Linked DNA regions of Ovis aries: region 2 is linked to region 1. The links are chromatin contacts, called in public Hi-C maps. All regions are on one chromosome and are shown on one strand. The core of a region is the stretch at or near the end of the contact, and the rest is flanking DNA. Distances in the headings are between cores, read along the strand shown. Region 1 overlaps LOC105611101 (a long non-coding RNA gene). Region 2 has its middle 200 kb from the start of AKR1E2.

Region 1 (5,601 bases), core at 2,978-5,477:
GTAGTAAAGTACATATGCAATATAAAAGTACACATGTAACATTAATATTATTAATACATATAGTGTTTTAACACATACAATGTAACATTGTTAATATTAATAGTGTACACTCACTATATAGACTAATATATTTTAAAATATATTCTATATTAATGTATAATCTTCCAATGCACATTGTACTATATACTAGTATGTTTTTAAAAAACCGAAAGAAGCTTAGGTTCTCTGTGTGTCCCTACATGTGACATCCATATTTTTCCTGGTTTCTCTATCTGTGGTCACGGTATTCTTTATCTGAGAACACATTTCTCAGTGCAGTCTGAAGGTCACCAGGCTGGGGATCTCTGAGGAGAGGAAGGACCACAGGATTTTGTGATTTTGTAAACAATCTCCTTGGAGATTCCTACTAAGAGCGGATGAAGGATCACCAGGTACTTACTGAAGGTGAACAGTAGGGGGCAGAGGTGTCCACAATTCTGTTTTGCCAGCTCTGCTGCTCTGAGGCCAGGAACTTTGACTTCAGACTGCTTACCACACAGAGTTTTTAGGTGAAGATTTCTTGTCTGTTCTCTTCCCAGCCTTGAAACAAATAACTTTTTATCTTGGTGAAGGTAATACAAGTTCTCCAAACAAAATTTGAAAAATATCTAAGGTACAAAAATAGAAACAAAACCAAAAATGACCACTGAAATTTCCATCGTCAAAGAATAAATATTCTGATAATATTGTATTAGTTGCCTGTATACTTGTGTGTGTGTATATGTGCACATATGCAAAATTATAGTATGTACATAATGAAGTGAAAGAAAGTGAAATGAAAGTGTTAGTTGCTCAGTTGTGTCCAACTCTTTGCAACCCCGTGGACTGTATACCACCAGGCTCCTCTGTCCATGGAATTCTCCAGGCAAGAATACTGGAGTGGGTTGCCATTTCCTTCTCCAGGGAATCTTCCTGACCCAGGGATCGAACCTGGGTCTCCTTCATTGCAAGCAGATTCTTTACCGTCTAAGTCACCAGGGAAGCTTATGTACATAATACATACAATAACATATCAAATTACATTTTATATATCCTATTTATATCATATTGTATATATCATATTCATTCACACACATACAGTTTTCAAAAATACAGATTGCTCTGAAATACTCAATTACATTTTGTTTCCTTTCTCATCTAATCTGTGTCTGGGTGGCCAACAGATAAAATTCCTTACAAAATATACCAGGCTAAGCACTCAACCAAAGGAGTTCAATACTGTAGTGGCCTCAGGTTACATGAAGGAAAAAGAAGATGTATTTCCCTTTTCTTTTTTTCAGCACGTCTGGGTCACAGAGACCCAGGCACCAGTTCATTACAAACTCACGTTCTATTATATTTGTTGCAAAAAGCCTCAAGTTGCTTGAGAATGTCAAAATCTTAACACACTCTATTGTCTGCGAGCTCTGGTGTGATGTTCACTACTCTTGTATGAATTTTGTGCCTTAGAAATGTCTGTCTTGGATATTCTACCCTCTTGAAGACATGTTTCCTTCAGGTTTTACTTGAAATATTTTTTATTTTTTTTTTGTTCCCTATTGGGTAACTAGGAAAGCTTGACTAATATAATTGTTTAGACTGCCAGGAGTCAACAGTCAGAAATTAGATCAGCTAAACTGACTCTTTCCCTTAATAAATATTTAGTGAAATCCTACTACCATCTGACTCGTGGACGAATGTTAAACAAGGTGGACTCTGCCAATGTTCTAGCCTCTGCCTGAAATGCCAGTCATGGCAACAAAGTGGTGTTTTTCTCCATAACTTTTATGTACGCTAAGAAAAACCTTATTCTGAGTGTTACTGACTTAGGGACACAAGCCTTTGAGAATTTGCAGGTCTACAGGGAGGCTGGGAGTGTAGTTAGTCCCAGGGTTACACCTCAGAGTACCTGCCTTGTGCTCTTGGGGCCTACTGAAGTGTTGTAAGGCCTTCCCATAAACACTGAGCCAATTAATTTAATCAAATTAACTTAATTCAGTTAACATCAGATTCTGTGAGAGAATTTGTTAAATATTCTTGTGGATTAAAAAAGATCTTCTCATTCAAGACATGTTACTGGAAATCAGATATCCATGTGCAAAAAGTAAACAGCATTAGGAAATAAATCTTACTTTATGTGGCACTGCATGTAAAAAAGCAAAACTTTAAAAATGTAGAAGAAAAATATGCAAGTCTCTTTATGTCCAGAAGGGAAAAAACAATTACTTAAACCAACTGTAAAGGAAAAAAAAATGAATGCAGTCAATTTATCAATAAACAAAAATTAGTATATTAAATGGGCTTCCCTTGTGGCTCAGATGGTAAAGAACCCATCTGCCAATGCAGGAGATGGAAGAGATTCGGGTTCAATCCCTGGGTCAGGAAGATCCCCTGGAGAAGGAAATGGCAACCCACTCCAGTATTCTTGCCTGGGAAGTCCCATATGGATAGAGGAGCCTGACAGGCTACAGTCCACAGGGTCACAAAGAGTCGGACACGACCGAGCAACTGAACAACAACAGCAATATATTAAATATTTGATTAAAAGTCCCCAAATAACAAGCCACAAATGGGAAGAATCAATAGATTGACAGTGCATGTAATCTCTAAATAAAACTAGCAGTCAAACTACTTGAAGTTCTCTAACACAGTTCTTAGAAAAAGAACGGGAAAGGGGGGAAAAAGTGAAGAATAAGAAGAGCAATTCACGGAAGAATTTTTATCAGTCAATAAAGTGATGCAGAAGTGTTAAAATAGTGAAAAAAGTGGAAATAAACTGAGTGTTGATTAGCAGAATAGATGAATATAGTTTTGTATTTGTAAACTATATTATTTCCTGAATTTTTGTGTTGCTGAAATTGTTTATTAAAATAGTCTTTCCTGGTCGCCACGAAATTTTTTCATCTTGTTTTATGTCCCTGGATATGTTCTAGTGTTTTTGAGTTTATAGTCTATGGGAACTTGAATAGAATTTGTATCCTACTGTGTTTGAAAATTATATAAATCTCGATTATGTTGAATTGGTTCATAGTGCTTTTCAGGTCTACTATATCCTTCTCCTTTTCTGTATATTCATTCTAATAATTTTTGAGAGTTTGATATAGAAACTTCAACTAAAAATCTTAATTTATCTACTTAAAAAATAATTGTAGTAGAATTGAGTGGAACTATTTGTAACCTTGTTCTGTATTTTCCAAGTCTCCTGTAAATGTGTTATCATACTTTCATAATTTGAAAAATAAATAAAATATAAAGAAGCTAGTCTTTGTCCTTCTTCCAACAACTTATAAACAGAGCCGCTAAAAGGGTCTGGTGCTAGCCACTTAGGTTAAAATGTATGTGCCAATGGAGAGAAGTGGATTTAGTATCTTTGTTTACAATTTCTAGGGAATATGATTTTAAGAACAAAAGAACTGAACTAAACGAACTGAATTTATACAAAAGAAAATGTGTGCTTTTGATCAACAGCCTGATGCCCCTGAAATCTTAGGTATTTTCTGCCCAAGGAGGAGAGATCTAAATGGAAAGTTGCTTTCTAATCATGCATTTGTGTTTGACTGAACTCTAATCTCAGGGAAGAGTGGTGAGTTCATGGAATATTAAGATCTGAAGAAAGGTAATTTCCAGGACAAAAATATGAGCCAGAAGGAAGGGACCAGATGATATTAATGTACCTGTTTGGAAGACAGGCAAGGTGGCCAAGTTTAAGGGCTGTGAGGAAGGTGATTAGGGAAAAAAGTCCAGACCACTGAGTGCCGAAGGGAAAAAAAAAAAAAAATCCGGTCACCATCTTCCAAAAATACGGATCTGATCTTACTCGCCTTCAACAGCTTTGCCCAGTTGCTTATATTTTTGGTTTCATACTCTTTCCAGAGCAAGTTTGGTAAGACTGAAAAGCTATTACTGTGATTCCAAAGCTTTGGCATAGATCATCTGTATGACTCTGCCCCTTGCCTCCTCTCTGGATATTTCTTGTGCTGTTCTAGCAGTCACTGAATATAGTGGGCAAAAAGATGATGTTGCTAATGGCTCTGAGATTCCATCTAAATTTAAAATAGCTCCTTGCAATTAACTCATAGGTAAATCTTTTTAATACCTTAAAATTCATAGAGGAGGTTCCAGTCCTGGATCCTGTGTATGACTCAGTATTGTGCAGAGCCTAAAACCTCAGGGTGGGACCCAGGACATGCCAGACCAGTGACGACAGATGGAATTTCCTCATCTTTTAATTACTGCTTGTGAAGCAGATCAGTGGCCAAGGGGAACTGCATGTGATTTCACAATGCCGTCGTGTCCTCGGGCTACCATCATGGCTGTACAGAATTTCAGGTGGTGGTAGTGATATTGCTGAGATTGCTTTTCAAGATTATTTTATTAAATTTATCTAGTCATTAGATTAAATAACATTGACTTCACGAAATGATTATTTGGTGCCATTTAGCAATAGGCTGTGTTGCACTGAAATGTTTTTATATTACAGGCAAAACAATGTAAAAATGGGACATCTTATCAATCTATGAACTTGTATTGAGTGAGATACAATCTTAACACTTTACAAAATTCAGGAGCAAAATCTATCGAATCTGTTTGAAAACATATATGAATGTTTAAGCAAGATGTGAGTTTATTTCTCCACTATGTAGCTGCAATTTCTTTTTCATTTTCTTTATTTAATTTTTATTAATGAAGAACCCTTCACTTTAAATTTTAACTCCACGTTTTTACATAGTTCCTAAGAGAAAATTAGTAAATAAAAACTGATGAGAGCAATAGGTGTTTTTCTCCCCCAGCAACCTCCGATACATGGAGGATAGTCAGCGTCCCTTATGTCACAAAAACTGAGCTGAGAGCTTCATGCTTTACTGACTTGAGAGATCCTCAGTCTGTCAAGCCCCATAGACTGCTTTGTTTCCTAATTTGCATCATTATGGAAACAGAAGACTGTAGGATGAAAGTTTGGAGGATAGATTCTGGCTGTATAAGGTAGTGAAAGCTGGCTGACTATGGAGAGCAGTATGGAGTTTCTCTGAAAACTAAAAATAGAACTTTCATATGACCTGGTGATTCTACTCCTGCTGTGGCTGCTGCTGCTGCTAAGTCGCTTCAGTCATGTTCAACTCTGTGCGACCCCATAGACGGCAGCCCGCCAGGCTCCCCCATCCCTAGGATTCTCCAGGCAAGATCACTGGAGTGGGTTGCCATTTCCTTCTTTTAGAGACCCCATGGACTGCAGCCTACCAGGCTCCTCCATCCATGGGATTTTCCAGGCAAGAGTGGGGTGCCATTGCCTTTTCCATCCACCCCTGAGTATATATCAAAACGAACAACCAAAACTGCCAACTTGAAAAGATACATGCACCCTAATGTTCATTGCAAAACTATTTACCACAGCAAAGACGTGGAATCAACCAAAGAGCCCATCAACAGAGGAACGGATAAAGAAGGTGTGGTACATACACACAATGGCATATACTACTCAGCCATAAAAGAAGGAAGTAATACCATGTGCATCAGCACGGATGGACCCAGAGATTGTCAGACTATTGCTGGGGTCCTAAAGGACTGGAACCCAGTGGTCCGGAG
Region 2 (5,947 bases), core at 1,535-4,034, 98 kb after region 1:
CATTTCCCATAATGTACTCTGCATTTAAGTTAAATTAGCAAAGTGACAATATGCAGCCTTGACATACTCCTTTCCTAATCTGGAGCCAGTCTGTTGTTCTATGTCCAGTTGCTTCCTGACCAGCATACAGATTTCTTCAGGAGGAAGGTAAGGTGGTCTGGTATTCCCATCTCTTTAAGAATTTTCCACAGTGTGTTGTGATCCACACAGTCAAAAGCTTTAACCTAGTCAATGAAACAGAAGTAGATACTTCTTTGGAATTCTCTTGCTTTCTCTTGATCCAACAAATGGTGGCAATTTGATCTCTGGTTTGAACCTTTACCTAACATTCCAGGTTCCCAAGCAATATTTTTCTTTATAGCACAGGACTTTAATTTTACCACCAGACATATCCACAGCTGAGCAATGTTTCTTTCTGGAGCTATTAGTAATTACCCTCTGATCTCCCCAGTAGCATACTGGACACCTTCTGACTTGGGGGCTTATCTTCCAGTGTCATGACTTTTTCCATTTCATACTGCTCATGGGGTTCTTGTGGCAAGAATTCTGGAGTGGTTTGCCATTCCCTCCTCCAGTGGGCCACGTTTGGTCAGAACTCTTCACTATGACCTGACCATCTTGGGTGGCCTTGCACGGCGTGGCGCTCATGGCTTTGTTCAGTTACACAAGCCCCTTCGCCATGACAAGGCTTGATCCACGAAGGTGTAGACGTGTATATGAGTAACTGAACTGCTTCTCTGTTTTGTATGCTTTCCAGCACCTCCCCCACCCTGCTATCTCTCGCTCATTCAGTTGTTAAGGCACATCTCTGGAACCTGTCTAACCTTGTATTGGCCAAATTGAAGAGCCAGGAAAGTTTCCATCACAAGTTAAGGTTTAGTAGGAAAATCAAGGCTCCTGGATTGCTGATTCCAGTGATAGTGGCACCAGCCTTTCCTTAGTCCAGCATGCTCCCAGGAGTTAAGATCTGTTTCAAGGTTAGGAGGTAAAAATTCAGGGAGAAAGGTTTGAGGACTACCAAGATGGGTGATCTTTTCCCACCTCTTAAATGGCTTTTGTTCACCAGAGGCTGCATTTTATGTGACAGTTCTAAAAACTTGAAAAGCACCTCATTAAGCAAGCATGCAAAAATGAAAGCAGTGTGGAGCCAATTGGGTGCAGTTAATTTTTAATTATTCTCTTTCTCCACTCTGACTTTGCTTATTGCTAAGCAGCTAGAAGGCTAGAACCCCCCCTAGGGAAAGTCACCAGTTCTGTCTGAATGGGAATGTCATTACAGTCCCCAGTTCAAAAATAGGTTATGAGTGAGACTGACACTTTTCAGAACAGCTTGTTTTTTCCTCTTTAAATGTCATCGTGACATAGCCTAGTCTCCACAAAGCCAAGGTGCACAGAAATGTACAAAAGAGGTTGTGCTTACAGTCCCCTGGCTCCCGCTCAAGGGAAAGTCCTGTCCCAACTACAAGGAAAACACCGGGGCCTGAATTAAGAAGGAAATATTAACATCAATTAGAAAAACACACTGATCTTTTCACAGTCAGTGGAATAACTGGCCTTTATCATTTGGAGATTTAAACAATAAAAGAAAAATTTGGGCTGCTATGAAAGATTAGATTGATTTTAAATCATCCACATATTCAAAGTTTCACTGCTTTTCACCAAAACATCCTAATCTTTCCCTGGAACCATACCAGTCTGTGACGGCTGACAAAATCCACCAGGCTGGCTACATCCCTTCTGAAATGATGAGAAAAAAACCCAGAGTTTATCAAAAGTGCTGTAATGCAATTGGGGTGCCTATGTCAGAAGATTCGGAGTGAGAAGTGGGACATAATATTAAGGGTCGCACAACTTATTTAACTTTTTTTCCAGATACTGTAAAAATTGCACACTAAAATCAGGCGAATGATAGTTATTGTCACTCTAAATCTTCTGATAGTACAGATTTTAAGGTAAACCTTTTGGGAGTGCATGCATTCTCAGGAATGAGAACAATTAAAGTCAGCTCCCAGTAACAAATAAATCTGAGTGTGAACTTCTTGTTGATGGATTGATAAGTGTTGATGTTTAAATACAACAGTGTTGTAAGTTGTTACTGTATGTGTATCACATCACATCCTACTTATCAAGTGTAAATCAATTTCAGTTTCTCTAAGATAAACATGAAAGTCTGATAGCTGTTTCTAATATGAAAGGTATCTTAGTCTATCTCACCTTGGAGATAAGCCTAAATGGAAGTGCCCATATTAAAAGTAAGATTTCTTAATATTTTTGAGTTGTTCTGTTTTTCTCTTTTTGCAATGGTTTTGCTGCTTAAAAGAACTGCCACAATGGAATGTTTTATCTGGAATTATACTGACTTGATTTTACAAAAATCAGTAATATGAGTACTAAGGATTTTAATTGGGCTCCCCAGGTGGTGCAGTAGTAAAGAATCTGCCTGCCAGTGCAGGAGATGCGGGAGACACGGGTTGAATCCCTGGGTTGGGAAGATCCCCTGGAGCAGGAAATAGCAACCCATTCCAGTATCCTTGCCTGGGAAATTCCATGGACAGAGGAGCCTTGTGGGCTGCAGTCCGTGGGGTCACAAAGAGTCAGACACGACTGAGTAGCTGAGCATATGCAAGTATTTTAATTGGTGGACACAAGTACGGTACATTCCATAAAGCTGTTAAATTAGTTATCAGCCCACTTTATGTGTCCTCAAATCCCCAGACTGGTGCATTTATCTTGAGAGCATTTGGGTGTTTCCTCTGTAACCCATAGATCCAGGGGCATACACGTGTTTCTAATTGACTTGAACTTAGCTCATCGAAGTCTGGTTTTGTAGAGGAAATGTGATGTCCAAGAAGCTGATGGGAGGCACTTTTCTTGGAAAAAGGAAGTAATGTTCTTTGATTTTGTAGTTCACCAGCTGACGTCTAAAGATTGGAATTTAGTTCCAATGTATGAAATCACCAAGTTCAAGTGCATTCTAAATTGGGCCTGGCACTGTGCCATCGCTGACTAGAATGATGTCGTAGTACGAGGTTAAAAGCCAAGAAACAACACCTCTGGACCAAAGACGCAGAAATTGCACTTCCAGGATTTCTTTCTCTTGAAATTCCCTTTGGTTGAGGCCAAGACGCTTGTGTACAGACATGGTCAATCTGTGAGGTCATATTTCCCAGTAATTCTACAACAAATTTATAGCTCCTTGAGGAAATTTATTTAACATCTTAAAAATTCCCTTTAGTGTTTTCTAAAGATTTTATTGCTCCATAGAATCCTTCCAGTCTGCAATAAATACTATGTTTATACTTTGATAGCTCCATTTCAGAAAGTAAACCATGCATTCCTTTCAGCATTTTTGGAGAAAGCAACCCCTGCAGTGGGGAGTTCAAGATTTCAGAGCCATAAACCTTGGAATATTTCTGCTTTCTTGGTGACATGATCATGTACAAAATTCTCTGCGCATCTGCTTTTTCATGTATATAATGGATAGTAATGTTCACCTGCAATTATGGCAAAAAATGTAAATGATATCATACCTGAAAAACAAGTAATCGTGGTTAACATTCCTAGCCACTCAGCAAATGCTAATTTCCTTCCTTCTTCCTGCCTTGAACAGGAAACCTCCCTGCCATTATTGACAACTAGCTCGTATAAAGAGTTTTGTTAGATAACAAAAACTTCCTTTCAATCACATTTCAGGGAGTGAAATTCCTATGGCAACTGAGATTTATTATCTTCTTGGAGACCTCAAAGAGTTCAGTGGAACTACATTTTGAATTTGAATTTAAACATATTTAATTAAAATTTTCATCATGCCTGGTAGACTTTTTGACCTCCCTACAAAGAAGAGAAATATTGGAGAGCTTCTGGCCACATTCCTTTCTCTCTCTTTCTCTCTCTCTCACCTACAGCCTTTCTTTGTTCACTGCTCTGTCGAGCATCTTATCGGCTCTGACAATATCCATCACGTCTGTGAGCTGATCCACCGGCACACTGCTGGGAAGAAATGCCATTGTGAGGATTTTTGTTCCATCATAAAGCTGTGTTTTTGTTTTTTTTTTTTTTTTAACAAAGTGACAATAAAAATATATGTGTGTGGCTGTAAGTTAAAATAATTGTTAAAGTCATTCTCTAATGCTTGCATTTAGAAAATACTCACAATGAACTATTTCACCAAAGCATGTCTATGGTCTGTGTGAATGGGGTGGGTAATCTTAACCCGTGGACCCTAGGTAACCCATCCTGCATACAGGTTGTTATCTGTTCCCTCACCTGCTCTCTGAGAGAGATCTCACTGGCACCCACCACCACGAGCATCAGCTTTTAGAAATGATTTAAGGTTGTTTTTCATTCAAGTGTCTCTGTTCTCTTGGTTCTTAAACATTTATCATCTCCAAATTCGTGAGCAGTATTCATTAAAAGTGCTTTTTGTTTGTAGCTAATAACATTCAAACTCAAATAAGTCAACTGTAAAGGAAATCAACCCTCAATATTCATTGGAAGGACTGATGCTGAAGCTGAAGTTCCAATACTTTGACCACCTGATGCAAAGAACCAATTCATTAGAAAAGAACCTGATGCTGGGAAAGATTGAAGGCAGGAGAAGACGGCAACAGAGGATGAGATGGTTGAATGGCATCACCAAATCAATGGACATGAGTCTGAGCAAACTCCAGGAGATAGTGAAGACAGGGAAACCTGGCATGCTGTAGTCCATGGGGTTGCAAAGAATCAGATATGACCTAGCTACTGAACAATAGCAATAACACTCTGCTTTATAAATGAATGTGAAAGATCTAGCTAAGAGAGTTGTCTGTACACACAGCCAGGAGCAGACCTGGCAAATGTAGCCTTCTCTTGAGAGTGCTTTTGCTAGCATGTTTCTAATCATGTTGGTTGACAAAACTGTCATGCGGTACCCACATGGCTGAGAATTATCTCTAATTCGGATCTGAGTTTGTTGACAGAACAGAAAAAATGGAGGGTTATTGAACACTCAATGAGCAAATGTACAATCCAGGATAAAGTAATTTTATAAATAATAACATACAAAAGTGTTCTGGGATTTAGCTTCTGTTTTTTCTTCATTGTGACATTGATTATGGTGCATGCTATGGGCTGAATGTAGTGTCTCCCCAGATTTGTGTTATTGAGACCTAATCCCCAGTGTGATGGTGTTAGGAGGTGGGGCCTCCAGAGAGTGATGAGGTCATGAGAGTAGAGCCCCATGCCAGGATTAGTGCCCTCACAAGAGGTGTGAGAGACACGAGCTCTTTCCACCAGGGAGGACACAAGAGGCATCCTCTGCAATCCAAGTGCAAGTCCTCACCAGACCCTGGATCTGCAGATACTTTGATCTTGAACTTCCAGCCTCTAGAAGAGTGAGAAATCAATGTCTTGTTGTTGTGGTGTTTTGTAGTAACAGACTGAGCTGACTAAGTCAGTACCTGTAGGAAGCAGTAATTCAAAAATAATCACTCTTATTTTTAAAAAACTAGGAATAAAACTGCCACATGACATAGCAATCCCATCACTGAGCGTATACCCTGAGAAAGGCATAATTGAAAATGACCCATGTACCCCAGTGTTCACTGGGGCACGATTTACGACACATTACGGCTACTCACAGTAGCTAGGACATGGAAGCAACCCAGATGTCCACTGACGAATGGGTAAAGAAAACGTGGTACATACGTACAGTCGACTACTGTTGTTGTTCAGTCACTAATATTACTCAGCCATCAAAAAGAACTGATTTGAGTCAGTTCTAGTGAAGTGGATGAGACTGTTATACAAAGTGACGTATGTCAGAAAGAGAAAGACAAATATCGCATATTAAGGCATGTATATGGAATCTAGAAAAGTGGTCCAGATGAACCTCTCTTCAGGGAAGGAATGGGGACACACACGTAGAACACAGTGGGGGAAGGAGGGACTGGGACAAACGGAGGAA

What was found. A called contact is a pair of places that touch in the nucleus more often than the background predicts.
Region 2: a contact with region 1 is called in a Hi-C map of tail adipose tissue, with 6 times the contacts expected there. The contact joins two enhancer-like sites. A contact is called at or near these places in 5 of 16 Hi-C or Micro-C datasets (mesenteric adipose tissue, muscle, omental adipose tissue and 2 more).

What each region holds. Positions count from the first base shown.
Region 1 is chr13:43,585,809-43,591,409 of ARS-UI_Ramb_v3.0, forward strand. The region is part of intron 1 of LOC105611101 (a long non-coding RNA gene); the gene reads left to right. Among named protein-coding and RNA genes, the nearest start is that of AKR1E2, 100 kb to the left of the region's middle. Within about 2 kb of position 4,228, at least 13 of the 54 cell types and tissues checked have an H3K27ac peak or open chromatin away from gene starts, as enhancers often do. A contact at or near this core is called in tail adipose tissue, where this site is marked.
Region 2 is chr13:43,685,552-43,691,498 of ARS-UI_Ramb_v3.0, forward strand. No RefSeq gene overlaps it. Among named protein-coding and RNA genes, the nearest start is that of AKR1E2, 200 kb to the left of the region's middle. Within about 2 kb of position 2,785, at least 5 of the 54 cell types and tissues checked have an H3K27ac peak or open chromatin away from gene starts, as enhancers often do. A contact at or near this core is called in tail adipose tissue, where this site is marked.